Linked DNA regions of Mus musculus: regions 1, 3, 4, 5 and 6 are each linked to region 2. The links are chromatin contacts, called in public Hi-C, HiChIP or PLAC-seq, Micro-C and promoter capture Hi-C maps. All regions are on one chromosome and are shown on one strand. The core of a region is the stretch at or near the end of the contact, and the rest is flanking DNA. Distances in the headings are between cores, read along the strand shown. Region 1 has its middle 78 kb from the start of Gm39170. Region 2 holds the start of Irf2 (interferon regulatory factor 2). Region 3 has its middle 53 kb from the start of Gm39170. Region 4 overlaps Primpol (primase and polymerase (DNA-directed)). Region 5 holds the start of Enpp6 (ectonucleotide pyrophosphatase/phosphodiesterase 6). Region 6 has its middle 35 kb from the start of Enpp6.

The links. Promoter capture Hi-C pulls out the DNA fragments that hold promoters and counts their contacts. A called contact is a pair of places that touch in the nucleus more often than the background predicts. HiChIP or PLAC-seq counts read pairs in DNA pulled down with a chosen protein or histone mark. Capture Hi-C pulls out chosen DNA fragments and counts their contacts.
Region 1: an H3K4me3 HiChIP or PLAC-seq map of bone marrow-derived macrophages shows a contact between it and region 2, with 2.8 times the contacts expected there. The contact joins the enhancer-like site here to the promoter of Irf2 in region 2. A contact is called at or near these places in 12 of 39 promoter capture datasets (the C10 cell line, the HPC-7 cell line, Sertoli cells and 6 more), 6 of 484 Hi-C or Micro-C datasets (the HL-1 cell line, Sertoli cells, bone marrow-derived dendritic cells and 3 more), 18 of 115 datasets of contacts at active chromatin or transcription factors (the 230-238 cell line, the HPC-7 cell line, the SCID.adh cell line and 14 more) and 4 of 9 other capture datasets (adipose tissue, bone marrow-derived macrophages, embryonic stem cells and 1 more).
Region 3: a contact with region 2 is called in a promoter capture Hi-C map of liver, with 9 times the contacts expected there. The contact joins the enhancer-like site here to the promoter of Irf2 in region 2. A contact is called at or near these places in 13 of 39 promoter capture datasets (the C10 cell line, the HPC-7 cell line, HPC-7-derived erythroid cells and 6 more), 19 of 484 Hi-C or Micro-C datasets (the C10 cell line, the HL-1 cell line, Sertoli cells and 7 more), 23 of 115 datasets of contacts at active chromatin or transcription factors (the 230-238 cell line, the HPC-7 cell line, the NIH/3T3 cell line and 17 more) and 5 of 9 other capture datasets (adipose tissue, bone marrow-derived macrophages, embryonic stem cells and 2 more).
Region 4: a Micro-C map of the G1E-ER4 cell line shows a contact between it and region 2. The contact joins the enhancer-like site here to the promoter of Irf2 in region 2. A contact is called at or near these places in 1 of 39 promoter capture datasets (neutrophils), 3 of 484 Hi-C or Micro-C datasets (the G1E-ER4 cell line and embryonic stem cells), 1 of 115 datasets of contacts at active chromatin or transcription factors (pancreatic cancer cells) and 1 of 9 other capture datasets (adipose tissue).
Region 5: a contact with region 2 is called in a promoter capture Hi-C map of liver. The contact joins the promoter of Enpp6 here to the promoter of Irf2 in region 2. A contact is called at or near these places in 3 of 39 promoter capture datasets (the HPC-7 cell line, cranial neural crest and embryonic stem cells), 4 of 115 datasets of contacts at active chromatin or transcription factors (embryonic stem cells, fetal liver and large pre-B cells) and 2 of 9 other capture datasets (liver and pancreatic islet).
Region 6: a contact with region 2 is called in a Hi-C map of bone marrow-derived macrophages, with 55 read pairs. The contact joins the enhancer-like site here to the promoter of Irf2 in region 2. A contact is called at or near these places in 22 of 39 promoter capture datasets (the 3T3-L1 cell line, 3T3-L1-derived adipocytes, the C10 cell line and 13 more), 7 of 15 datasets of contacts at CTCF or cohesin (CD8 T cells, the G1E-ER4 cell line, embryonic stem cells and 4 more), 141 of 484 Hi-C or Micro-C datasets (3T3-L1-derived adipocytes, the 63-12 cell line, the AML12 cell line and 74 more), 46 of 115 datasets of contacts at active chromatin or transcription factors (the 230-238 cell line, CD8 T cells, the HPC-7 cell line and 33 more) and 5 of 9 other capture datasets (adipose tissue, bone marrow-derived macrophages, embryonic stem cells and 2 more).

The regions. Positions count from the first base shown.
Region 1 is chr8:46,905,949-46,910,162 of GRCm38.p6, reverse strand. No RefSeq gene overlaps it. Among named protein-coding and RNA genes, the nearest start is that of Gm39170, 78 kb to the right of the region's middle. Within about 2 kb of position 1,347, at least 11 of the 459 cell types and tissues checked have an H3K27ac peak or open chromatin away from gene starts, as enhancers often do. A contact at or near this core is called in bone marrow-derived macrophages, where this site is marked.
Region 2 is chr8:46,737,980-46,742,186 of GRCm38.p6, reverse strand. It overlaps Irf2 (interferon regulatory factor 2), which reads right to left and starts at 2,442. Exons shown (of 9, transcript NM_008391.4): 1 at 2,251-2,442. Gm16675 (predicted gene, 16675) reads left to right here and starts at 2,672. Exons shown (of 3, transcript NR_045750.1): 1 at 2,672-3,025.
Region 3 is chr8:46,881,640-46,885,534 of GRCm38.p6, reverse strand. No RefSeq gene overlaps it. Among named protein-coding and RNA genes, the nearest start is that of Gm39170, 53 kb to the right of the region's middle. Within about 2 kb of position 1,729, at least 17 of the 459 cell types and tissues checked have an H3K27ac peak or open chromatin away from gene starts, as enhancers often do. A contact at or near this core is called in hepatocytes, intestinal villus epithelium and liver, where this site is marked.
Region 4 is chr8:46,588,141-46,592,339 of GRCm38.p6, reverse strand. It overlaps Primpol (primase and polymerase (DNA-directed)), which reads left to right. Exons shown (of 15, transcript NM_001001184.2): 9 at 2,037-2,125. Among named protein-coding and RNA genes, the nearest start is that of Gm45607, 6.2 kb to the left of the region's middle. Within about 2 kb of position 1,594, at least 8 of the 459 cell types and tissues checked have an H3K27ac peak or open chromatin away from gene starts, as enhancers often do. A contact at or near this core is called in the G1E-ER4 cell line and pancreatic cancer cells, where this site is marked.
Region 5 is chr8:46,985,044-46,988,644 of GRCm38.p6, reverse strand. Enpp6 (ectonucleotide pyrophosphatase/phosphodiesterase 6) reads right to left here and starts at 1,758. Exons shown (of 8, transcript NM_177304.4): 1 at 1,434-1,758. The coding sequence starts at 1,674.
Region 6 is chr8:46,949,844-46,954,055 of GRCm38.p6, reverse strand. It overlaps a transcript of Enpp6 not described here. Among named protein-coding and RNA genes, the nearest start is that of Enpp6, 35 kb to the left of the region's middle. Within about 2 kb of position 1,930, at least 10 of the 459 cell types and tissues checked have an H3K27ac peak or open chromatin away from gene starts, as enhancers often do. A contact at or near this core is called in Kupffer cells, Th1 cells, bone marrow-derived macrophages and 1 more, where this site is marked.

The DNA of each region.
Region 1 (4,214 bases), core at 98-2,597, 170 kb before region 2:
CTGACCTCCTCATGTGAAGATTACATGTGGATACCCTCATTGACTGACTCATACAAACACACTCACACTAAATATATGAGTAAATAAATTATAACTAAATGAGTCTTTGAAATATCTTTTTAAAAAAAAACTACAGAAATTGCTGACTGGGTTATGAAATAGAATCAACTGTTTGTTGTCTGCAATAAACACACCTTGCTGGCAAAGGCACTGTAGGCAGTGCCACACCGCCACACCTAGGCAGGCAGTCTTAGGTTATCCAAAAGAGCAAGCTGAGAAGGCTAGAGGGAGTAAGCCAGCAAGCATCATTCCTCCACCATTTCTGCTTCAAGCTTCTCTTTCCTTCCACACCTTGCCTTGTGGTTGGAGGGATTACTGAAGCAACAGACAGCAAACTAGAGCTTCAATGAAGTTGCACTTTAAGCTAAAATTAGTCATAAGAGATATGAAAGTCAATACAGAAAGGGACCACTCCATCAAGAAGATGCAAAAATATAAATATATGCAGTGAATGTTGCATTACCCAGTTTCATATTAAAAATAAACTCATTGGCCACAGAGACAGCTTTTCAATATGCCAATGATAGATATGCTGAGAAAGAAATCAGGAAAATATCACAGTAGCCTAAAAACTGTATCTTATAATAATAAGCCTTATTAAGGAGGTACGGGACCTCTACAATAAAAACAGCTGAAGTAACCAAAGATACTAGAACATTAAAAGGCTCCTCCTATTCATGGACTAGCATTGTGAAAATGGCCAAGGTACCAGAAGTGATCTCTGCAGAGTCAATGGAATCCTAAGCAAAATACTATTGACAATATCCACAGAAGCCCAGACCTGAGCAGCCTGAGTAAACTTGAGCAAAAAGAGAAATATTGGAATTATCGCAGTACCTGGCTTCAAATTATATTATAGAGGCACAATAAGACAAACACCATGGCATTAGCTTAGTAACAATGTAGACACACAGAGAGTAGACAGAAGGCCCCAAAATAAAGCCATACAAGCTACACCCATGTGATTTTTGATGAAGTTTTTCTTTCTAGTTTGCTTTCTTATGTTTGTAGTAAAACAGTCTGACCAAGCACACCTTGGGGAGAAGGGGTTGACTTAATGGATACCTTTAGGGCCTAAAGGAATTTGGCACAGCAACTCAAGAAACAACCTAAAGCAGAAATCATGAAGGAATCCTGCTTGCTGGTTTGCTCGTTCTCATACTCAGCTAACTTCCTTTCATAGCCCAGGACCACCAGCCCAGGGAATGCTACTGCTCACAGTGGGCCAGCCCCTCCCACATCAATTAACACCAAGACAACCCCCCACAGACATGCCTACAGGCCAACTGAGATTCCTTCCTCAAATGACTCTAGGCTGTGTCAAGCTGTTAATTATAGCTAACTAGGACAGTTGTCAAAAACATATTTTGTGGGGAAAAACCTTTTCAACAAATGCTACTGAGAACTGAATAGCCACATGTAGAAGAATGAAAAAAAAAATGTTCCCATCTCTCAACCTGTATAAAAACCAACTCAAACAAGATCAAAACACTTAAGTGAAATATTAGGAAAGTCTTCAAGATAAAGGTACACACATGAGTTTTCTAGAAAAGTCTCCAATAGCTTAGGAAATCATACCGAGAACTGTTAAACTGGGTTGCATGAAATCAAAAATTGTCTTCGTAGCTTGCTGTGAAGTGAGTAGCTTCATCCAAGTAGTACTACCCCACACAGGTCCAAGGACGGCAGGGCCATGTGACTATGGCCTGAAGCCAAGCATTAAAATAAAAGCTTCCTCATTAAGCTGTTATTGCAGACATTTTGTGCCAGCAATAAAAATTTACAAACATAGTTCCTTTATAGATCTCTTAAGAAAACACACACAAAGACACCATCTTCTAATTAATGTTTGACCCACCCCACCCCGATATTGCAAATCTCTGATCACAAACCTCTCCTTCTCTGCCTGAGTTGATCAGCATAATAGTTTTCCTTCAAAAGTAATAAGAAAATAGTTTACTCCAAACTAAATAATGGATGACTATAGGCCAGGAGTTCAGGTTCAAGTCCTTTTTGGAGAGGTTATATGAACTGTATGGACAAAGAAGAAAAAGTACAAAACACACATATTTCCTAATTTTACAAAATACATTAGTGTGTCTTCAGGCTGTCAGAGGGCAGGAGGGTCTACAGGACTCCAGCGTGACCTTTCCGTGTTCTCTGATTTAGAGTGGGTGGAGTCAGGATTAGGAGAGGTGCGAAGAATTTTAGTCATGAGATTTAGACATAGGTCAGGTACTTAGCAGCAAATAGCAATTACCCAAGACTGAGATAGCATGTGTTAACCTTGCTGCTCCATCCACAGCATTCTACTTCTCCACGTCCCTGATGTTAGCTAAGCAGTCTGAAAGCTCTTAAATGGCAGCGTGGCTTCAGAGAATATCAGTTCACAGTGTACCGACTTTTCAAAGGGAAAGACGAACCTATCCGGAAAGGGGACACTGGCAGCCAGTGGAGGAGAATAACTGGAAAAGTCCCTCAAAGGGAGCGATGAACCGTGATTACGTTTGCTCTGTGGCTAGGGGGCTGAAAGTGGATGTTTGACAGAAGAACGGGGTGAACAAGAAGGGGCGTAGTTAACCAAGCTCAGTCCCGCCCCTTCACAGTGGCTCTCAGCTTTCCCAATGCTGCTGCTCCTTTAATACAGTTCCTCACATGGTGGTGACACCAACCATACAATTATTTCATTGCTACTTCATATTTTTGCTACTATATAATGTAAATACCTGTATTTTCTGATAGCCTTAGAAATCCTCAGTGAAAGGGGGTTCAAGTCCCCACCCCCAGGGGTCATTACCCACAAGTTGAGAACCACTATAAGCAGATGTTGGCACTGGAGAAGGTATTTGCCCTTTTGAGCCGCAGTGTGTTTTATCAATAACATTCTGTTGTTGGCACATAAGAGCAACACAGCAGATGTTAGAGGCTCTAAAGAAGGAGATAAAGGAATGGCTGACAGCCATAGCATTAAAAATTGTTGACCAAATCCAGGTTTGGTAGATTCAAAACAAAAGCAGTAGAGTGGACAGAAAACCGTGCTTTAATGGAGCGACAGGTGACTGTAGAAGGGGGTTGATTTTGCAAATAAAGGAAGTGTTTCTAATATATTAAGGTGGCTTCATTTTGAGGGCTTGGTGTTTGGGGAGTATTTCTGTCTTTTTTTTAAATTAGGTATTTATTTCATTTACATTTCCAATGCTATCCCAAAAGTCCCCCTCCCGCTCCCCCACCCACTTCCACTTCTTGACCCTGGCGTTCCCCTGTACTGGGGCATATAAAGTTTGCAAGACCAATGGGCCTCTCTTTCCACTGATGGCCAACTATGCCATCTTCTGATACATATGCAGCTAGAGACACGAGCTGCAGGGGGTACTGGTTAATTCATATTGTAGTTCCACCTATAGGGTTGCAGATCCCTTTAGCTCCTTGGGTACTTTCTCTAGCTCCTCCATTGGGGGCCCTGTGATCCATCCAATAGCTGACTCTGAGCATCCACTTCTGTGTTTGCTAGACCCCGGTATATTCTCACAAGAGACAGCTATATCAGGGTCCTTTCAGCAAAATCTTGCTAGTGTATGCAATGGTGTCAGCGTTTGGAGGCTGATTATGGGATGGGTCCCCGGATATGGCAGTCTCTAGATGGTCCATCCTTACGTCTCAGCTCCAAACTGTGTCTCTGTAACTCCTTCCATGGGTGTTTTGTTCCCAATTCTAAGAAGGGGCAAAGTGTCCACACTTTGGTCTTCGTTCTTCTTGAGTTTCCTGTGTTTTGCAAATTGTATCTTATATCTTGGGTATTCTAAGTTTCTTGGCTAATATCCACTCATCAGTGAGTACATATCATGTGAGTTCTTTTGTGATTGTGTTATCTCACTCAGGATGATGCCCTCTAGGTCCATCCATTTGCCTAGGAATTTCATAAATTCATTCTTTTAATAGCTGAGTAGTTCTCCATTGTGTAAATGTACCACATTTTCTGTAACCATTCCTCTGTTGAGGGGCATCTGGGTTCTTTCCAGCTTCTGGCTATTATAAATAAGGCTGCTATGAACATAGTGGAGCATGTGTCCTTCTTACCAGTTGGGGCATCTTCTGGATATATGCCCAGGAGAGGTATTGCTGGATCCTCTGGTAGTACTATGTCCAATTTTCTG
Region 2 (4,207 bases), core at 1,193-3,692:
CCTTAGAAAAGCCAAATGCCAAGCTTTTATTGGTTTCTATTTTTGTGACACACGCCACCCCACCCCCCAAAAAAGAATGAGAGTTGAGAAAAATCAGAGACTCCTGCACTTGGGCGAGTGATTAAGTTAAACAGGGCAACCTCTAGGGCTCTGCCCTAACCAAGCAGTGTGCATCTGTCTACCATGCAATCAACCACCTTCTAAAAACAGTAGGCTAAACAAACGGGTCCCTGCACCTGCCCTTAAGCACCTTAAGTGCAGGCTGCTAACTTCAAATGTTACTTGCAGTCAGTCGATATAAAAAAAAACAAAAACAAAAACAAAAACAACCAACAAACAAAACTAATAAATGACTTCAGGCATGACAACAAGCTCCCAAGCTCCCGTGATTCCTGAAAATGCACAACAGGAAATGTAACTGTCCTCCACCCTCAGGAGCCATTCATCAAGAGCAGCCCGGAGTCCCAGCCACAGGGAGGCGAGTGGCAGAAAGCTAACCCCAGGACTACTTTGCCTCCCTGGTACAGACACAACCAAGGAAGGACAAGGAGTGCCCACGCGGGAGGGAGGAGGGGACAAGAAACATGTCCCCCAAGTTTCAAACACACTGGGCTTAAGGACCTGCAAACCCGCTCGCAAACGAGTGACAAGGTGGCCTGCCAATCCCAGGGGTCTTATTTACATCCGACCACCAAGGATCTCGCCTCCACCGACTGATCCGGGCGTCTCACCTGGGGCCCGAGCACAGTCCTGGCTCGCGGCGGAGGCTACTAGCCTCCTTCCCTTCCCTGCTCCTAAGGGGCGAGGGACTGAGGGTGGCAAACGGTCCGAGAGCCGGGGCCCAGCGGACAGCGTCCGGGGAGCCGGGGCCCTGAGCTCTCGCGAAGGCTTCCCGGGCCGCTCAGGGGAGCCGGCCCCCAAGGCCGAGCGACAGGGACTAGCTGGGCACCGCGATTGGCCGCGGCCCGCATCGCTCGCCCAGAGAGCCGGGCCGGCGGGGCGGAGAGGAAGTGGTGGCTGCCGCTCTGCACCAACCATGTTCGGCCGGCGGGCGAATGTCACCCGGCGCCCGGAGCGGGTCGGAGGGCACAGGGCGGGCACTCATTCCCACCACGTCCCGGAGACCCCAAGCGTTCGTCAGCCTCACCCCCAACCCCATGCTAGCCCGCCGGGCGCCGCTCGGTCCCCGGAGGTTCCCCGCCCCCACACCTCGCCCGTTCCGTAGCCAAGGCGGGTCGGGGCCCAGCGCGCCAGGCCGGCCCCGGGGGCGCCCGCGGGGACCCGGAGGCACTCGCAGCTAGGCCGCGCCGGGGTGGGTGACCCCTGAGCGCGGAGCCCTCCGGGGACGCGCCTCCGAGGCGCCTCACGCGCTGGGACAAGTGCAGTGACAAAGCCCGGAGGCCAGGCCAGACGCTGGCCGGCGGGGAGGAGGACGCGACGTTCCTGGCGTGTGGCGGCGGCCCAGTCCCCAGGAAGCCGGGCGCGCCGGCCAGGCCCGCGCCCAGCCGCGCGCGGAGCCCGCCCGGCCCGAGTGTCCACTGGCACCAGACGCCGGTCACCCGACCCCAAGCCCCGCGGGCGAGCGCATCCTGGGACCGCCTTAGGGCAGCCTTCAAGTTTACAGTGGTCACTGCCCGGGCACGGGCATCTAGGGACCGCGGGTGCCAGTCTATTTACACCAGAGACCGCCGGGAAAGAAGGGCCGCTGGGCACCGAGAAGAACCCGGTTCCCTTCCTCGGACCTGGTGGCGACAGTGTCTGTAAACACTCATACACATACAACACACACACACACACACACACACCAATTTTATTTTAAATGAGGCCGGACTCCAACGGACCTGTACCCACAACACACGACACCTGGAGCGCAGAATCACACAGAGCAGATCTGTGTCCATGGAGCCACCTCTTCTCATCTGCAAATCCAAAAGTGAAATTAAACCTTCACTAACCTCCTCCTCCTCCCTCTCTACCTCCTCCTCTTTGCAGCCTCAGCAGCCCCAGTACCAGCGGCAACAGCAGCAGACCCCTGCTTCCCCTAAAATCAGATGATCCATAACTGCGCCGACTCTTCCTCCAAAAATCGGTATTAATATTTATGAACCCCGGCATTTTTCCGTCTGCAAAACATCGTGTCAAAGCATCAGGACGCACATACATACATAGCTCCTCCTGTCCCCGTCAACATGCCCTCGAGAGAAAACACACGCACAGCCACAACTATTATTTGAAAAAAAAAAATGTTACCTCTCAATGTGCTTTTTTTTTTCCACGCTACCAATACAATCCCGCAAGGTGTGAGTGTTGTTAGGGTGTGTAAAATGGAAATGAAAGCCCGTCAGTTGAATAATCGCAGGAGCAAAACTAAAAGTTAGTCCCCGGCTTGCCTGAGAACAGTCCAGATCGAAAGCAAAACAAGGAGAGGAAACTGCGAGGAGCCGAGGCTGGAAATCCCCCCCACCCCCGCCCTCTCCCGGCCCCGCTCCCTCCCTCGCTCCCCCTCCGCCCTCCTCCCTCCCCGCCCTTCCTCCCCAGTGTTTGTTTCAAGCTTGTGCAACCCGGAGGTGGAGGCAGAGGGAGGGCTCCAGCCGCCAGCCTGGAGGTGCGGAAGTTCGCCGCCGCTGTTCATTGGCGGCCGGCACGGCTTTCATCATTTCTCGGAAAAGTCAATTTCATTTTCACTTCCCCACGTCGCGGCTGCGGGGAGCAACAAGCGGCAGCGCGTGTGAGCGTGGGGATCGCGCCGAAGGGCGCGCGCTTTTCACCGGGGCCACGCTGGGACTGTGGGGCACCAGAAGTGGTGGACGGGGCGCTGGCTTGGGAGCTGGCCACCAGCTGGTGGTGGCCGTAGGGAAGGAAGGAGATGACCTGACTCTACATCCTACCTGAAGGGTGGAGATGGACCAGAGAGAGCCCCGGAAGCCTGGGGACCCTTCCCGACCTGTGGCTTAAGTGCTCAGAACCGCTGTGCACAGGCTGCATATACAAACTCATCTTGGAAAGTCGCCCGCTGCAAAGGAATGTAAGGAACGAAGTCAGCTGAAAAGACGGCATTACTTGTGCCCCTACTTTATTGGATCTCCTACTGGGGAACGGGGGGGGGGGGGGGGTTTGAGGGGGGTTGAAGGGCCAGCCTGGCACTCAGTGTGGAAGCTAGGATGGTTAGGAAGGCCTTCCCCTAGAAAGTCACTCTCCAAAGTTACTTCATGTCTTTGCCATAACCGGTCCAGTTCCTGCAAAATGCAAGGGTTTGAGTTACATGAACTTAAACTGTCTTGATTGGGACTGAACCTGGAGGGAACGCTGCCTGTTAACTCCTAAATTTGGCTGTCCTTATTGGTTGAACATCCTTGGCTGCTGTCCTCTGTGCTGTTCCGTGGAGACAATACTGAATGCAAGAAGAGGGCCCAGTACCTATGACAGGTGCAGCGGCCTATGGGCTCTACTAGGCCAGCTCGCTTGGAACCTCTTGCTGTTTGGTCACTTAACTTTAAAAGTATTCCCTTACATTTAGTTACACCTGCTTCTTGCCTGGCTTACAGTTTCCTCAGCCCACCACCTGCCTTCTCTAACCACTGGGGAAAGCATCCCACCCTAGGAGACTGTCACTATCTATGTGTAAACATCTGAAAAATAATTCTACCTCCTCTTTGCCATAGAATTAGTGGATTCCACAGACAGGGATAAAGGAAAGTATGCATGCCCTTGTAGAAGGAGAGCAGTGAGATTAAGGACCCTGTCTTGTGGCCTCAAAATAGATCCTTCCTGCACAGTGTCCTTTATTTCTCCCATAATAACACTGCACACTCCTTGCATTTATATTTCATATATCAGTAACCACAGGGATATACACACTGCATGGTAGTTGTATGTCTTTACCCACCAGGCACCTAAGTTAAAAGCCTAATAACCACAGGTCATTATTTTCTGGCTTTGTGTGTGTATGGGTGAGTGTGGTACATGTGTGCATGTGTGCATGTGTACTCACGGAGGCCAGAGTGTCCTGCTCAGCCCTTCTCCACGGTGTTGATTGGAGACAGGGTTTCTCACTGAACCTAGAACTAGGCTGGTAGCCAGCCACTCCAGCAATCTTCATGTCTCTGCCAGCCACAGCACTGGAATGAGGTGGGCACAGAGCCAGACCTGGCTTTTCAAGAGTCTTGGGGATTTGAACTCAACTCCCCATTGCTTGCTCAGCAAGCCC
Region 3 (3,895 bases), core at 480-2,979, 140 kb before region 2:
ATGCTAAGGTCCTGTTATTCAATTGGTTCTTGATCCATCAATAAAGATGCTAACAGCCAGTGAGCTGAGTGGAATAGGTGGGACTTCTGGGTCACTGTAGGCAAGCTAGCAGTCGCAGCAGGGAGAGAGGAGGATTTTCCTAGTGCTTTAGAGAGAGAAAAGGTGCCAGCCACAGGAAATCTTGTGTGGAGCAGTCATAGGCGGGAGATTAGAAACAGGGAAAGATTAGGAGTGCCCAGTCATTGAGTTAGCAAAGGCATTTTAAGATTAATTGGGGTGTGTGTATGTGTATGTGCGTGTGTGTGTGTGTGTGCGTGTGTGTGTGTGTGTGTTTGTGCACACTTGTGTCTTTCATTTGTGGATCCCAGGGAATCTGGGTGGGGGCTGGTTGGAGCTTAAAGGGGGTTGGCAAAAACTACATGCTACAGGGTCCCACTAAATATATATATATATATATATATATATATATATATATATATTTTGCCAATTTGCTGTTATATACTCCTTTGTGTATTGATTGTACTTTGGTGTCCTAAACAAACTAGTCCAGCCATCTTTATTTCTATGCTGACTGTAAAGACTCAGAGGAGATTTCAACTAACTTTTCCTGCTGTGTTGATTTGAATCACACAAAATCTAGTTTAAGATGCCTGCTAAGCTATGTTGCACCAACCATGATATTTTACTTTTTTTTTTTTTTTTTTTTGCCAGACGTAGGGATACAAAGATGGTCCACTATTGACCTCAACTTCCAATAAATTTGCCTAGCAAAATGTCCCAAATGATTGACTGGAATTCTGAATGTAGGCCTTTGATGCATGCATAAACACACAACTAAATACATTTTTTAAAATGTGCTATTAGATACTATGCATTTCTGTAGGTAGAAGAGACAAGAATGAGCGGAAAAGAGAACCAGGGAGAAAGAGGACCAAAGGATGTGGTTTCCTTAAACTTGTGATAATGCCTTGGGGGTAGGGGGAGTAAATTAGTAGAGAGAGGTGAAGAGTATGAAGATGTGATAGTATAATACTAAGAAGTCTAAAGACAGCAAAGGGGGCTGGAGAGATGGCTCTGAGGTTAGAGCACTGGCTTCTCTTCTAGAGGACCCAGGTTCCTTTCCCAGCACCCACATGGTGACTCACAAGTGTCACTAACTCTAGTCCCAGGTGATCTGATGCCCTCTTCATGTCCCTGTGGGTACTGCTGTGTACCCCAGGCAGGCTAGCATGAAATTCAAATGAGTCCTCCTTTCTCTGCATCCTGACTTCTTGAATTTTAGGTATGCGTCCTCATACCCAACAAGATGGTAGGGTTAAACTACTACATTTGGGGTTATTTCACATATGGAACTATGAGCAAGGTCAAAGGACAAAGCATCAAATTAATTTAACCTTTTCTTTCTTTCTTTCTTTCTTTCTTTCTTTCTTTCTTTCTTTTTTACTCTATAATCTGTAACAGTCATTACCATAAAATGGTGAGGTGGGTGTTAATTCATAGTAGGCAGTAAGAGAAAAGGGCCACCATGAAAAATATAAGTTCTCTACTTACGCCAAGCTGACAAAAGGTGAAATTTGAGGTGAAAAGGAAACGTAAGAGTTAAAACCGTATAACCAGGAGTGTTGCAGATGAGAGAGACAAGATGCTTGCAGCTAGATATGAGCTAGGCAAATGGGTCTGATAAAAGACAAACAGGCTCTGAGAAGCAAGGGCAGTTATAGAAGAATGGCTGGCTAGCTTCCATGCAACCTTTCCCTTTGGGAAACACAAGCCAGGCACCATTGCTCAGTCCATATGCGCCTACGCAGCTCGATATAATAGACTAAGTTGTATGTAAGAGTGATGTCTAGCTAGGGCTGCCCCCTTTCAGAATAAAGACCCCAGTCCATCCTGTTGTAGATAAAAACAGAACCCAAAACATTAATTCCTGGCTAGCAAGAAAACAGAGAGATCTCTGTATAATTAGCAGCATTTGGAACACCTGCAAGGTCAGAGGGTTGTAATCATGGCCAAGTGACTAACAGTTCAGGTCAATGCCTAACAAAGTACAAGTCAGAAATGGGCGGGGAAAGGCTTCTACTACCCTTGACTGGGTGATCAGAGCATAAACAGCACATGACAATCTTCCTGTTTGGGCCAGGGAACCAGGCACAGAGTATATGGGCCCTTCATTGCTCAGTCCATGATAATCTAGAGAATTAACCAGTCTCAACGGAGATTACCTCTGCTTTGTCCAGTTTCTGCCAACGCCCTCTAAAAACCACTAAACAAAGAAATTCAACAGCCCTTCCCTCTCTTTAGAAACTTCTCTCAGCTCTTGGGAATTTCCTTCACTTTCCTCCAGACTATCTTGACCCACCAGCAGCTTCCAATAATGACACAGACTTATATTTACTTATGAAGCTTAGGCCTTGAAGCTTAGGCTCATTCCCAACTAGCTTGTATAACTTAAGGGAAAGGTTTATTCTAATCTACATTCTGCCACGTGACCTGTGACCTCTCCTTCGGTACCAGCGCATATTTCTTCCTCCATGTCTGGCTGGTGACTCTCCCATGCCTGATTCTTTCCCAGAGTTCCTTTCTCGGCTCAGAAGTCCCTCCTCTCTCCCTCTGCCCTGCTGTAGGCCATCTGATCTTTATTAAGCCAGTCAGCAGGTGATGGAGAAGAATGTTTACAAAATACTCAGGCAGGTGATGCCTCATTAAAAAAAAAAAATACCAAAGTCCAGACAGATCCGCTGGCACAGAAATGAGGCATTTGAAATAAAACAAAGGCAACCTTTACACAGTACACAAGATTATCCACGGTCTTAGTTTCTTACTTAGTTTTTTATCTTTCTATAGTAATGCTTAGCAAAACTTACTTCCAGTCCACATACTCCGGTGAAAATCCATGTCTTTCATTTTCAATGGCATGAGACAACCAACTTTGGAGCCATGGTCTCAGGTTGGTCTTTGATGATGGTAAGTATTTGGCCCCTTGGGTCCCTGGGTCATGCTCAGTTGGGGTGAAAAAGCCTCCTCCATCTCAAAAAACCTGCACGCTAGAAAAAGTATTCCAACCAGCAAGGCAAAGGATGCTGGCTTTATTGGGGAGGAAAGGTAAAAAAAAAAATTTGCAATAATTTTTAACATTGATTCATAATAATTGCCCAATTTGGGAGCTAAGATTGGTAACTTCAAATTTACTTTCCCCCTAAAATGAGGACAGGGAAATAGAACAATAAGAAATAATCGATTGGCTAACATGAGGCTACTTTAGGTTATCTTTGGTGGTAAGGACTAAAGGTGTGGGAACTTCGTGACCATGCCAAATGAAACTGGCCTTTTGGGAAAGTTTGCCTGTTATCTCTGTAACCTCTATCAGTTGGAAGGTCAAATAAAGTCTCGTTTAACTCGGTGAGGAGGCAGTTTAGTGTGAGTACTTCCATTTTGGTTTTTAGTCTGGTCTGCTGGACTCACCAGCAAAAGCTTAGGGCAAACTATGGACTTCTGTACTTTCTACCGAACTGAAGCACACATATTTTCACTGTTTATTGCTTAGTAAAGTCCTCTGAGTCAGAGTTATGATCATAACCACCATTGTGCCAGATAAACTAAGGTCAGCTAGAGGGATGTGAGTGCTCTCTCTAGTGATCAGGAAACATGGGGGGGGGGGGAATGTACACTATAACCAAGGAAATGAATTTCCTTAAAAGAGCAGAATTTTAATTCCCAGAGATCGCAGCAAATAGGCTTACATCCCTAGCTGCGTTCCTCACAGTGAACTGCCCGTGGCATGGGAAGACCCGATACCCAACTGGGGCTGATACAAGCCTTACAGGAGGAAAGCCACAGAGAAGCTTATGGGAAAAGTATTGTAAGATTTCCAGGCAATGGGGAAAAAAGTCATCTC
Region 4 (4,199 bases), core at 345-2,844, 150 kb after region 2:
TCTTTCCACATATACACATATATATTTAGACCATTCATAGCCCGCTGTTCTGGTCACTATGTCTGCCTTGAGTATGACTCAGCTGTAGAGCTCTTGCCTGGAATACTCAGAGCCCTGTATTTGATCCTCTGGACTAAGCCCCAGAAAAAAGGTTTTAATTGGGATCATACTTATATGGTTTTGTCACCTGACTTGTTCTGTTTAATATCATATCACAAATTCTTGCCAAGCTAATAGTTTGTCAGTAGTTGTGAATAAAACATTTAGTATTATAAGTTTTATACTATAATAGCATGCTTTATTATCAGATCTGTTGTCGCAGGTTAGGTTTCTGTTTTGGTAACTAATTCCACCTTTACTAGACTGGCAATTACATCAAACTGTGGTTAGTAGGCCCATCCGTATCTGTAAGTCTAGCACTTGAGAGGTGGACATGCAAAGATAAGGAGTTCAAGATCAACATTCACGCTGGGCGTGATGGTGCACGTCTTTAATCCCAGCACTTGGGAGGCAGAGGCAGGCGGATTTCTGAGTTCGAGGTCAGCCTGGTCTATAAAGTGAGTTCCAGGACAGCCAGGGCTATACAGAGAAACCCTGTCTTGAAAAAAAAAAAAAAAAAATCAACATTTATTATGTAAGTTCAAGGCCAGGAGGGCTCCACGAGGCCACGTGGTAAGCCTTCATCACCCTGCCGCCCCCCCCCACCAAACCAACAAACACAAGCAAAACCCTGAAACAAACAAAAGTAATTAAGAACTGGACTAAACCACATTAACTTGCTATGTTGTTTTTTCTGTTTACCTCCCTCAAAAGTTTTTGTTTTGGAGTTTTGGTTTGGTTTGGGATTTTTTTGTTTTTTGGGTTTGTTTGTTTGTTTTTGGCAGAGACTCACTGTGTAGTCCTGGTGGGCCTGGAATTCACTATGTAAGCCATGCTGGCCTAAAATTTATAGAAATCCACCTGCTTCTGCATCTTCCCAGAAGTTTTTAAGAAGACGTTTCCATGGAAATTAACTTTAAGAATAATTAATAAATATTTTAAATAAATAAATAACTTTAATAAATATTAAGTGGGGCAGTGGTGGTACATGCTTTTAATCCCAGCACCCTGGAGACAAAGGCAGGCAGATCTCTGAATTTGAGGCTATCACAGCCAGGGCTATCAGAGAAACCCTGGCTCAACATACATTGATTAATTAATGTTTAGGGTATGTTTCTGTAGGGAAAGCTGTGAGTAGTGGGAAGATAGATAACGTCCCCCATATATCTCTGTTCCTCAGAAGTGAGTTGAAAGTCTTTTAAAGTGTAAATACTGACCTTCCAGGGTTGTTGAATTAAGTTTAGAACATTCACGTACCACATCCGTAGCAGTGGCCAGCACGCACTGGAGGTACAGGGTGTGCGCCTGCGAAAGTGTTGTAGCGCTCAGAGGGTCTCAACCTTCCGACCACAGCAACCTTTTAACAAAGTTCCTCATGTTGTGGTGACCACAGCCATCAAAGTATTTTGTTGCTACTTCATAACTAGAATGTGATACTGTCATGAATCATAATGTAAATATCTGATATGCAGGATATGTAATGTGTGACTCCTATGAAAGGGTTGTGACTCCCAGGTTGCGAACCACTGGAGTCCTACATAGTTTCAGTATAGCCTCACAGAAGTGGGCGGTTCTCATCTTAAATAAGGCTCGCTCCCCTACACTTTGCATAGAATTGCTCTTCTAGACCCAGCTATTTCAGTCACACCTCCCATGCTTCCATTATCTTTTCTTCTCTTTTGTTATTCATAGTTTTAAATCCTAGCAGAAAGTCCAAAGGTCTGTGTGTTTGGAAGTAGAACTATACCTTCAACCATTTCAGTATCCTAGAGTCCTTGGATCACTCTGTGAAGTGTCTTAAACAGTACAAGTTATGATCTTATTGTTATGTGTTTTGTGGTAGGACTGGTGCTCAGGCTATAATAGTGGAGCAGCATCTTTAGTCATGCTACTTCAACTCTAACAGTGTACTTTATTTCTTTATACATTTTCTTTAGATTCTCAGATACTCTGCGAGTTCTCACATGCCACCCATCTCAGACTAAACGAAAGCGGGCTGAGTGTTTTAACAGTACTGGCACTTCAGGTAACTTTAAACAATTTCACGTTAAAATTGACGGGTCTAAGATCTACTTTGCCTTAAAGGTCTTAAATCTTAAGTACTCATATCTGCTGGTCATACGAAAACTAATTCCTCTAGGTTTCTAACCAGGTTGGAATACTATAAAAAATTATAGGTGCTTATTAATTAAAACACCTGATTTTCATTTTGTGCTAAGAATATATTCCTTAAGGAACATATAAATGCTTTATATTATTTAAAGAATATACAAATAATGTATTTTATATAAAACAAGCACATCAAAATATGACTAACCTTTCACCCTTTTTTTTTTTTTTTTTTTTTTTTGGGTTTTCGAGACAGGGTTTCTGTATAGCCCTGGCTGTCCTGGAACTCACTCTGTAGACCAGGCTGGCCTCGAACTCAGAAATCCGCCTGCCTCCCGAGTGCTGGGATTAAAGGCATGCCCCACCATGCCTGGCTCACCCTATTTTTTTAAACAAGTATTTTTTGTGATGGATGTTTTGACTGCATGTTTGTCTGTGCACCAAGTGCATGTCTGAGGCCTATAGAGGCCAGAAGTAGTCACTAAACTCTCTCTCCAGCCCCTCGTTCATAATGAAACACAGGTGGCTTGATGAGATGGCTAAGCAGGCAAAAGCATGTGCCACCAAGTGCCTGACAACCCAAACTCAGTCCCCAGGGCCCACATGAAAGTCAAGAACCAACTCCCACAACATGGCTCTGACCTCCACACTCAATCTGCAGCATGCACACACACACACACACACACAGAAACACAGACAGACAGACAGACAGACACACACACACACACACACACACACACACACACACACACAAAATGTACTTTTAAAACTTACAGGTAAGCCGGGTGTGGTGGTGCACGCCTTTAATCCCAGTAGAGGCAGGTAGATTTCTTAATTCGAGGCCAGCCTGGTCTACAAAGTGAGTTGTGAGTTCCAGGACAGCCAGGGCTATATAGAGGAACCCTGTCTCGAAAAAAACAAAACAAAATAAAACAAAACATTACAGGTAACTGCTACAGAAGAGTCCCATTACCCTTGTACTACAGGAGTTCTCCACATATGTCTCTATCATACATTGCCCATTCCTGTACTGAAGAACATAAAGGGTTTTTTTCCCTAAAGTTTCTTATATAAATTCTCCGATAAATACTTTTATTTACATATGTTGTTATATCAATATAGTAGTGAAAACTGTTAGCAAAAACTCCAGACAATCTAAATATACAAGATAAACAGGATGACATACTCCAAACTGTAAGTTTAGATTTGTAAGGCTCAGACAATGGATAAGACACCCATTGATGATGATAAGAGAAAAAGTAGATTCTAGAACCACAAGTGTGGGGCTGGGGATGCAGTTTAGTGATAATGCACTTGCCCAGGACTTAATAGATTCCCTGCTGCTATAAAAACACAGACACAGCTGGGCATGGTGGTGCCTTTAATCCCAGCACTCAGAAGGCAGAGGCAGGTGGATTTCTGAGTTCGAGGCCAGCCTGGTCTACAAAGTGAGTTCCAGCACAGCCAGGGCTACACAGAGAAACCCTGTCTCGAAAAACCAAAACAAACAAACAAACAAAAAACAAAAAACACAGACACAAATTATATGATAGCTAGCCTATTAAAAATATGGGCAATATTTTCCTGTGTTTATTTCCTCTGATTATTTAAGATATATTTCTAGACATTATCTGGGAATGTTTCTCGTTTCTATAATGAAATATTTTCCAAAATGTCTCCAGTTATATTTAACTATTTTAATAGAAATACTGACTTTAAGAAAACTAGATTTTCCTGTCATTAAAACTAAATGAGTTTGTGAACTGGTTACTCTAAGTTACGGCAGTAGATTCTTAGATATAAAAGTCCACTGCCCTCCAGTGAGAGACTCCAGGAAACACAGATTGAGTTTATGATTCCCTGGGTGATGGAGCCCTTCGGTCCCTCAGTAAGAAAGAACGTAAGACTTTGGCTGACTCCTGTGACTTGAGTGTCTAGGAGGAAGCATGGGTCCATTTTCACTGGTGGGCGAATAGTTTCCGTTGACTATC
Region 5 (3,601 bases), core at 509-3,008, 250 kb before region 2:
GAGAAGGGGTGGCCACTGTATGTGAAACTCGATGTGGAGAACCGGGTTGGGACACACAATTAAATCTATGTGTAACCCAGAAGCCTGCAAACTGTTCCCCAGTGAGCGAGTGGGTGAGAATGGGGAAGCAGGCCAAAGGGAGGCCAGAGAGTCTTTTGTTAACTGTTTATCTTGGAGACTGGTTTGTTTGTTATGGTTGGATAACAAACAAATTCCTTGCTCATGTGAAGCCTGATTTTTTTTCTCTCCCCGATATCTTCATTTCTAATTCTCATAAATATAATAATCACGAAGTATAGATTCCTGTCGTTTGAGGAGTCAGCACGCAGTTACTTTGTGAATACCTAGGGCACCCACGAAAGACAGAAATGCGAAGGTTCATGGCCCCTTTTCTGTTACCATCATATCATGGATTGTTCCTATGGCCGATCACACAGCTAAAGATGCTTTCAGACTTCCTTTGGCCATGGAGTTCTGTAAAGCTATGTAATGGGCTATCACAGGTCTTAGGTCTTATCTGATAGCATCATTTCAAAGTTCTCCCTGGATTCAGAGCACACAATGAAGTCTTGTACAGCCAGCAATCACTGCCTTCTTGGTTGCCCTGGGTAGCTGGCCAAAAATATCTGACAGCCTCTTGCCGGTTTTGCAGGGAGCTCACCTACATTAACAGGTGAGGCTGCAGATACCGAACAGACAGGCTCAGCCTTCTGGAATCACCTTGAGTGTCCTGACAATTCTAGATGGAGGAAGATCATCTTTAGCCAAATCCACTTTCCCCAGACAAGCAGCTGGGATTCTGCCCGTCTCACCAGGATTTGGACTCGCTTTGTGCTTAACTCCCATTTCACAGATGCTGGGCAATCTCAAGTCCATGACAAAAGTTCATTGTCTCTGTATCATTTTACCTGACCCCAGACGGCCAAAGCAGAAAGTGGCATTACTGAAGAAGGCCTAAAGAGTCCCTTCTAAGTTGTCTAGATGCAAGCTTCCCTGTGGAGGGATCCTGAGAATAACTGTCACAGTCTTACACATTGATAAGTCAGCCTGCAAGAATCCAGACCACAGTAAAGGGACAGAGAGATTCTGTATGGATACACGGAAACCCATCCATCTTCTACACCCCGAACTTAGAAAATGTGGAATTATCTAGAATTTTATCTGTGAAACAAACAATAACCACTTTAAAAAAAATCTCCAAATTCCATATATTACTGTTAGCATCTCTTCTCTTTACAGACAGTCTGAAATAGGTCCTTGGGAGGACATTTGTGGAACATCAAGACCGTGAGGAAATGAAAGTGTTAGTTGGGAACATAGACTCTCACCTATCTTGGATGTCCCGTGACTAGGGACAATCAAACACTAAGGTTTCCAATGACAGATGCTAGCCACATCCTCCCGGCTAAGAGGCAGACATGGTAGGTACTCACCAGTCATGAGGGTGTAGTAATTGGGATAGGAGAGGCTGGGAAAGTCTGGAGTCAAGTAATCCACTTTGACGCCTCTGTTCACAATCTCTCTGAAGCCAGGCAAGGATGCTAGAGCATCCTCACTGATGTAGTCTGAGCGAAAACCATCCAGGAGCAACACCAGGAGCTTCCGGTGGGCAGAAGCCGGCCACACCCAGCTGAGCCCAAAGCCCAGCAGGAAGGTCCAGAGCTTTGCTGCCATGCTGCCAGGAGTCTGCCAGGGTGAGCTGGCACAGCTGTGCCCTTGCAAAGCCTGAGGATGGAGTCTGGAGTTATTCTCTCATCTAGGGGCTGGACCTTGAGCTGTTGGCCTTTCTTAGCCAAGTTCACTTCAGAATTTAAAGGGACAGCACTCCATTTTTACCAAAATAAAATTATACTCAATTCAATTAAAAAAAAAAATTCTGCTCTTCCTCACAAAACCCAGAGACCGACTACCTCTAGATAGGGCAGGATCTCTAACAAGCTAGAATTAACACAGAGGGAGAAAATACAACCTCATTGTTTTTGGTAAACGTTCCGTAAATATGAACGTCCACCGGTGAAACCTTGAAAGTTAACAAAGTCAACCCAAGTTTGTAATTGTGCTGACCACAGGGAGGAGCCAGGGAGAAGGGAAGTCTGTAAACTTGTTGTTGTGCCTGGATTTAAACTTTCTAACTTCTCCACTGAACAATTTAGTAACTCAAAACTTAGGTTATAAACTAGAGACAATACATTTAGGTGGGCCTGTTGTGAGCTATGCAGTCTTGTCCCAGAGATAGCCTTTAAAAACAAATTATTTGTCCAGGTCTCCGCTACTGATTTTTGCCTTCATAGGCCCCTAAATGCAGTGTTACTGTTCAAGTTATCAAATGCAAAGAAACTGTTGGTGCCTGGAGCTCACTTGGGGGAGGGGCTGTTAAGTGGAGGAGCTAGAGAGCTAGAGAGAAGGTTCTAGAACTGGATCAGGAGAGGTTGGAAATTGAGGCCGCAGTGTCCCATGAGGGGAAGAGTGAAGCTGGAGAGTGGGACTCTGACACGGAAAAAGAGCTTGAAATAACAAAATGAGTTCTAAGTCGGGAAAACTCGGCAGGGGAAGCCTGTCAGAGGAGAGGGTTGGCAAGGAGATGGGCAAGGCCAAGTGCTCGGCCGCAGGACATATCTGCAGTGATGCTTTTACCTGGTGCAAAATTAAATAACAAATTTTATATGAAAGCTAATGAAATATGTGCGGCCATAGAAGCGACTTAGCAAGTATTGGGTTGTATTAGTGTTAGTGTTGCTTGGAGCCAGGCGTGGTGGCGCACGCCTTTAATCCCAGCACTTGGGAGGCAGTGGTAAGTGGATTCCTGAGTTCGAGGCCAGCCTGGTGTACAAAGTGAGTTCCAGGATAGCCAGGTGTAGTGGCTATTCCTGGTTGTCAACTTGACAATATTTGGAATGAACTACAATCCGGAATTGGAAGGCTCACCAGTGACCCTTATCTGGAGGCTTGGAGATCCTTATCTGGATCTTGGTTTGAAGATCTTGAGCCATAGTGGCTATGGATTCCAGAAGATTGAATCTCCGAGTTTAAGGAACACACCTTTAATCTGGGCTCCACCTTCTGCTGGAGACAATATAAGGACATTGGAAGAAGGGAGTCTAGCTCTTGCTCTTGCTCCTTCGCCTGCTTGCTGCGTGAGACTGAGTAACTGCTAGATCCTTGGACTTCCATTCACAGCTGCGACTGAACAATTGTTGGGAATTGGGCTGCCGACTGTAAGTCATCAATAAATTCCTTTACTATCTAGAGACAGTCCATAAGTTCTGTGACTCTAGAGAACCCTGACTAATACACCAGGGCTATACAGAGAAACCCTGTCTCCAAAAAACCAAAAAAAAAAAAAAAAAAAAGTGTTGCTTGGGTGCTGAGCAGCCATGCGCACGCGCAGCGCGGGCTTGGTCAGTCTGTGGCCACTCTTGGTTCTGACTGGACATTATTTTTCTCCTGCCTCAGCGTCCCCTTGTGGTTAAAGTCAAACCTTCCCAGGGCACCATGGGTGAAGAGAGATTAGCCAAATCACATCTGAGGCGACTCGGACAAGAATGAAACGTCATTCTTTCCTTCAATCAAAGGCCGTGCTTTTTACAACTAAATTACAATT
Region 6 (4,212 bases), core at 681-3,180, 210 kb before region 2:
ACGCGTTGTGAGGATGTGTCCCCTCCCCTTGGGGCTATCTCCCAAGCCTCTCCCTCTTTGGAGAAGACCTGTTGTTCCCTCAGCTATCCAAGCAGGCTTGTGCTTGATTTTTAGTCTCATTAGTCCCTCATCCAATCACAGGAGTTGGCTTCTGGGAAAGCCAGAGCTATAATAGGGCTCTTGTGAAAAACCAAGATGTAAAGTCTCTCCTGTCCCCTGTTCCCGTACTCTACCTAGACCTGCAGAATTTCCAGGTACCTGTGCTAACAAGCAAGCGAACAAGCGGAGGCCTTCCAGGTCCAGTTGGCCACACATTGCTACTTAATAGTATACTAGGGTTCCTGACCAAAGGGTGTTCAAGTACAAGTTACCAAAGAGGTGGGGGTCTAAAATAGAAATGTTAAACGGCAACAAGAGAATGGCCACCAGGTGGCGCCATAGTTCCAAAATACAATCTTAATCCCAGCTGTGAAATATCAAAAGGCTTATTGCAGTGATTCTCTTCCCATCTTAGGTTTGTATCGAGCTACTGTCTACAGCTTGCACTGCCACGGTCAGCCAAACCTCTCAAGTTTGTTCATATTACTAACTCAAAGGTAAATTCAGTGGAAATTCAAGGGATGCAGAAGTGGGGAGTGGGGGGTGTAGGGGAGTGTTTAAAGTGTTTTAAACAAAACCAGTGGAGTTAAAAAATGAGTATTTATCTCAGCAACAGAGAGTTTAAATATGTATTTAAAAGCCATTTAACATATGTTCAACATTTAGATGTTAAATATGTACATGCATGGAATATTCTAATATGTAAATAGAACAGAAAATAGATTTATTTATACAAAATTGTATGCTGTATATATTTAAATGTTTGTCTGTTTTCTTCTTTTCTTCTTCTGTCTTCATTGTATCTTTTTAAATTTTTAAAAAAAGATTTATTTATTTATTATATGTAAGTACACTGTAGCTATATTCAGACACTCCAGAAGAGGGCGTCAGATCTTGTTAGGATGGTTGTGAGCCACCATGTGGTTGCTGGGATTTGAACTCAGGACCTTTGGAAGAGGAGCATCAACACCGCCCCATCCCTGCCAAGGTGGGCTCTATTCCCATAACCATCAGCTGGAATCAGTCCTTCACCGTTAACTAGAGCGCAACCCGCCCCCTCCACGCCCCAGGAAGTGCAGCACTGGATAACAAGGAAGAGTGATGAGAAGATGTCAGAGAACACAGAACCATCTAGAACAACTGAGTTAAAACAACATCCATAAAAATTAGAACAACTTTCTGAAATGGAAAATATCTGCCCCCATAATGCCCAAGGCAAATTAATTATAGTTCAAATGAAAGCTGTTTCTTTCAGAAGTGTTTTATTTTCCAAAGTCAATACTGCAACGCTTTTAAAGTTAGAGAGAAATGCAAAATCCGTGGGCTTCAGCCTTTTGACCCACATCAATAACTGCCAGGAGACGCTGGAAGTATATTTAGAACTTTGAACATAACGTGGTGTATGGCATGAAATGTTTACGGGAAGCCAATATTATTGCTTGCATGAGAAAGCAAGGAGACATTATCAGGATTCCTAGAGCTAAGAAAATACTGTCCATACTTCCTTACCCACAAAAGCAGGACACAATTCTTACTAAACAAGACCAGAACAGTTTATGATCACAAGAAGTCATTAGCAATAATTTTAAGTGGACCATAAAAATAAAGACCAAGAATGTGATTTAAATAGTAAATGTACTATGCATAATAAAAAAGCACACACTGATGAAAATCGTATCTCAAATCCTTTATCCAAATAATTTTTTTATTGAAAGTGGATTTTTTTCCCTTCGTACATTTCGATTATGATCCTGAAATTTCACAAGATCCAGAAGTGAAAGTAGATTTTGACAGTAACTAAAACACTCCGGCTTGTTGTCTGAGGTCAGACGGGCCGGTCGGTCACTGGGGGTGAGAATTCTCATGGCAGCAGCTCAGCTACAGGAGTGGAAAGGAACTTCAAAACCATCTTTTCAGAGCTATGTTTCATAAGACACCTGCACATGGCTCTCAAAGTATTTCTTTACATCTTTCTTCCCTTACGCTGGAAGGGCGTAGCACAGCTGGAACTCACAGCCAAAACAGAAATCAGAAATGGAAGCGCTCCACCACACACATTGGCCTTAGCTGACCCACAGGACAGTGCCACCTACATCTTACAATGAAATTGCGTAGTTCAGTAGGTATTTACAAAGATATTTTTTCTGTCTTGTCATCAGAAAGCTTAACAGAAAGGGGCTTTCTGTAATGTAGAAATGTTTTCATAGTTTTAAGGGCTTATGACCACTGTGTCACGAGTATTTATTATAGCAAACAACTTCGTCTCACATTCACTTGTCGCTTTCATAGAACGTGGCTTGTCGTTCAAAACCTACACATAATGTGCAATACCCACTTAGGTCAGGGTGAACCCTATCTTCCTTTATGAGACCAAATAGATAATATGTAACATTCTGTGTTTGATATTGCCCCGAGGAATTCAAACCAGGACAGGGGATATGCAAATGGGCATTCCAATCCAACTTTATGTTTAAAGTTTTCAACTCTTTTTACCCCTTTGTGTCTTTGTGAGTGTGGTTCCTGGGATGTCCCCCATAAGTCGCAGTTTGAATACTTGGTCTCCAGTTAGTTATTCGGGGAGAATTAGGAGACATGGTTTTGTTACTGGGGCCTGGCCTAGAGATTTCAAAGACTCCTGCCATTGCCACCACAGGCTTTATTTATTTATTTATGAATATGCACATAGGCCTTCAGCTAGGCTTGTGACAAGCTCGTGACACAACCTGTTTATGCTATTCAATGTCTGCCATGGTTACCTCTCCTCGTTCCTTATGTCCAACTCCCTCCAAGTCCAGATGAGGAATTTTTTTTGCTCCTGACTCCTTCTGAGAGTTCCCCTCTCTTTGCCAGATATCCCACCTTCTAATCCTTCTTCGTCTCATTGGTCATCAGATATTTATTGACAGGCGATGCTTTTACTCAGTGCAGAAGAGATTCTCATTCCTACATACATGCTGGCAAAACACCAAATGCACATAAAACAAATTTAAAATAAAATGTATAAGGGAGCACAAAAAAGATCTTGGATACCCATAGCAGCCTTGGGCAAAAGATGCTGGAGGAATCACTGGATCCAGTTTCAAGGTATATTACAAAGCCATAGTAGGAAAAAAAAATACTTGGCATGCAGATAAATAGAACAGAATGGAGTACAAGTACAAGCCCATATGACTATAGCCACCTCACTCATGACTAAGGAGATAAAAATATACGCTGGAGAAGAAGACAACAAATACCGCTTGAAAACTGGATGTCAGTGGGCCAAAGAACAAAACTGGATCCCCTTCTTGTCGCCTGTATAAAAGTTAACTCCAAATGGAGCGGGAGCCGCATACAGAACTTCAAATCGATTAAAGAAAGCTGTGTAGACTGCGAGAACGTCTTTCCTAGCTAAACCCTTGACAGAAGACTAAAACAAAACAGACAGCAAACTCAGAGAACCCAAAGAGAGCTGGCAAAGCTAGCTCAGCAGGTAAGGGTGTCTGGCGACAAACCCAGCTGCTCGTGTGGGATCCTGTGGGATCACATTGGAGAGAGAGAACCGACTCTCAGTCTTACAAATCATCTTCTGATTTTCACATGGGTAACACAGAGCAAGCACCATTCGTTAATACTAAATATACAATAAAAGAATAAATAATTGTAAAAAAAAAAAAAGCCAACTAAGCTAAGAGGTCAAAGCAAACAATAAATGGCCAAAGGAAGATCAGTCTCAGAAGATGTAAATAGCCAATCAGCATATGAAAAATATTCAGGCTCCTGCTAGCTGGTTCTACATCAACTTGACACAAGCCATAGCTGTCTAAGAGGAGGGGACCTCAGCTGTAAGAATGGGCTGTAGGCAAACCTGCAGAGCATTTTCCTAATGAGTGATTGATGGGGGTGGCCCCAGCTCATCACATGTGGAGCCATCCCTGGGCTGGTGGTCCTGAGTTCTAAAAGAAAGCAGGCTGAGCAAGGCAGTTAGGAGTACTCCTCCAGGGCCTTTGCCTCAGCTCCTGCCTCCAACCAACAAACGCTGGTGAGGATGTGGACAAAAGGGAGTATGTATACACTGCTGGTGAGGCTGTGAACTAGTCCAGCCTCTAAGGAAACGAGCATGGAGTCTCCTCA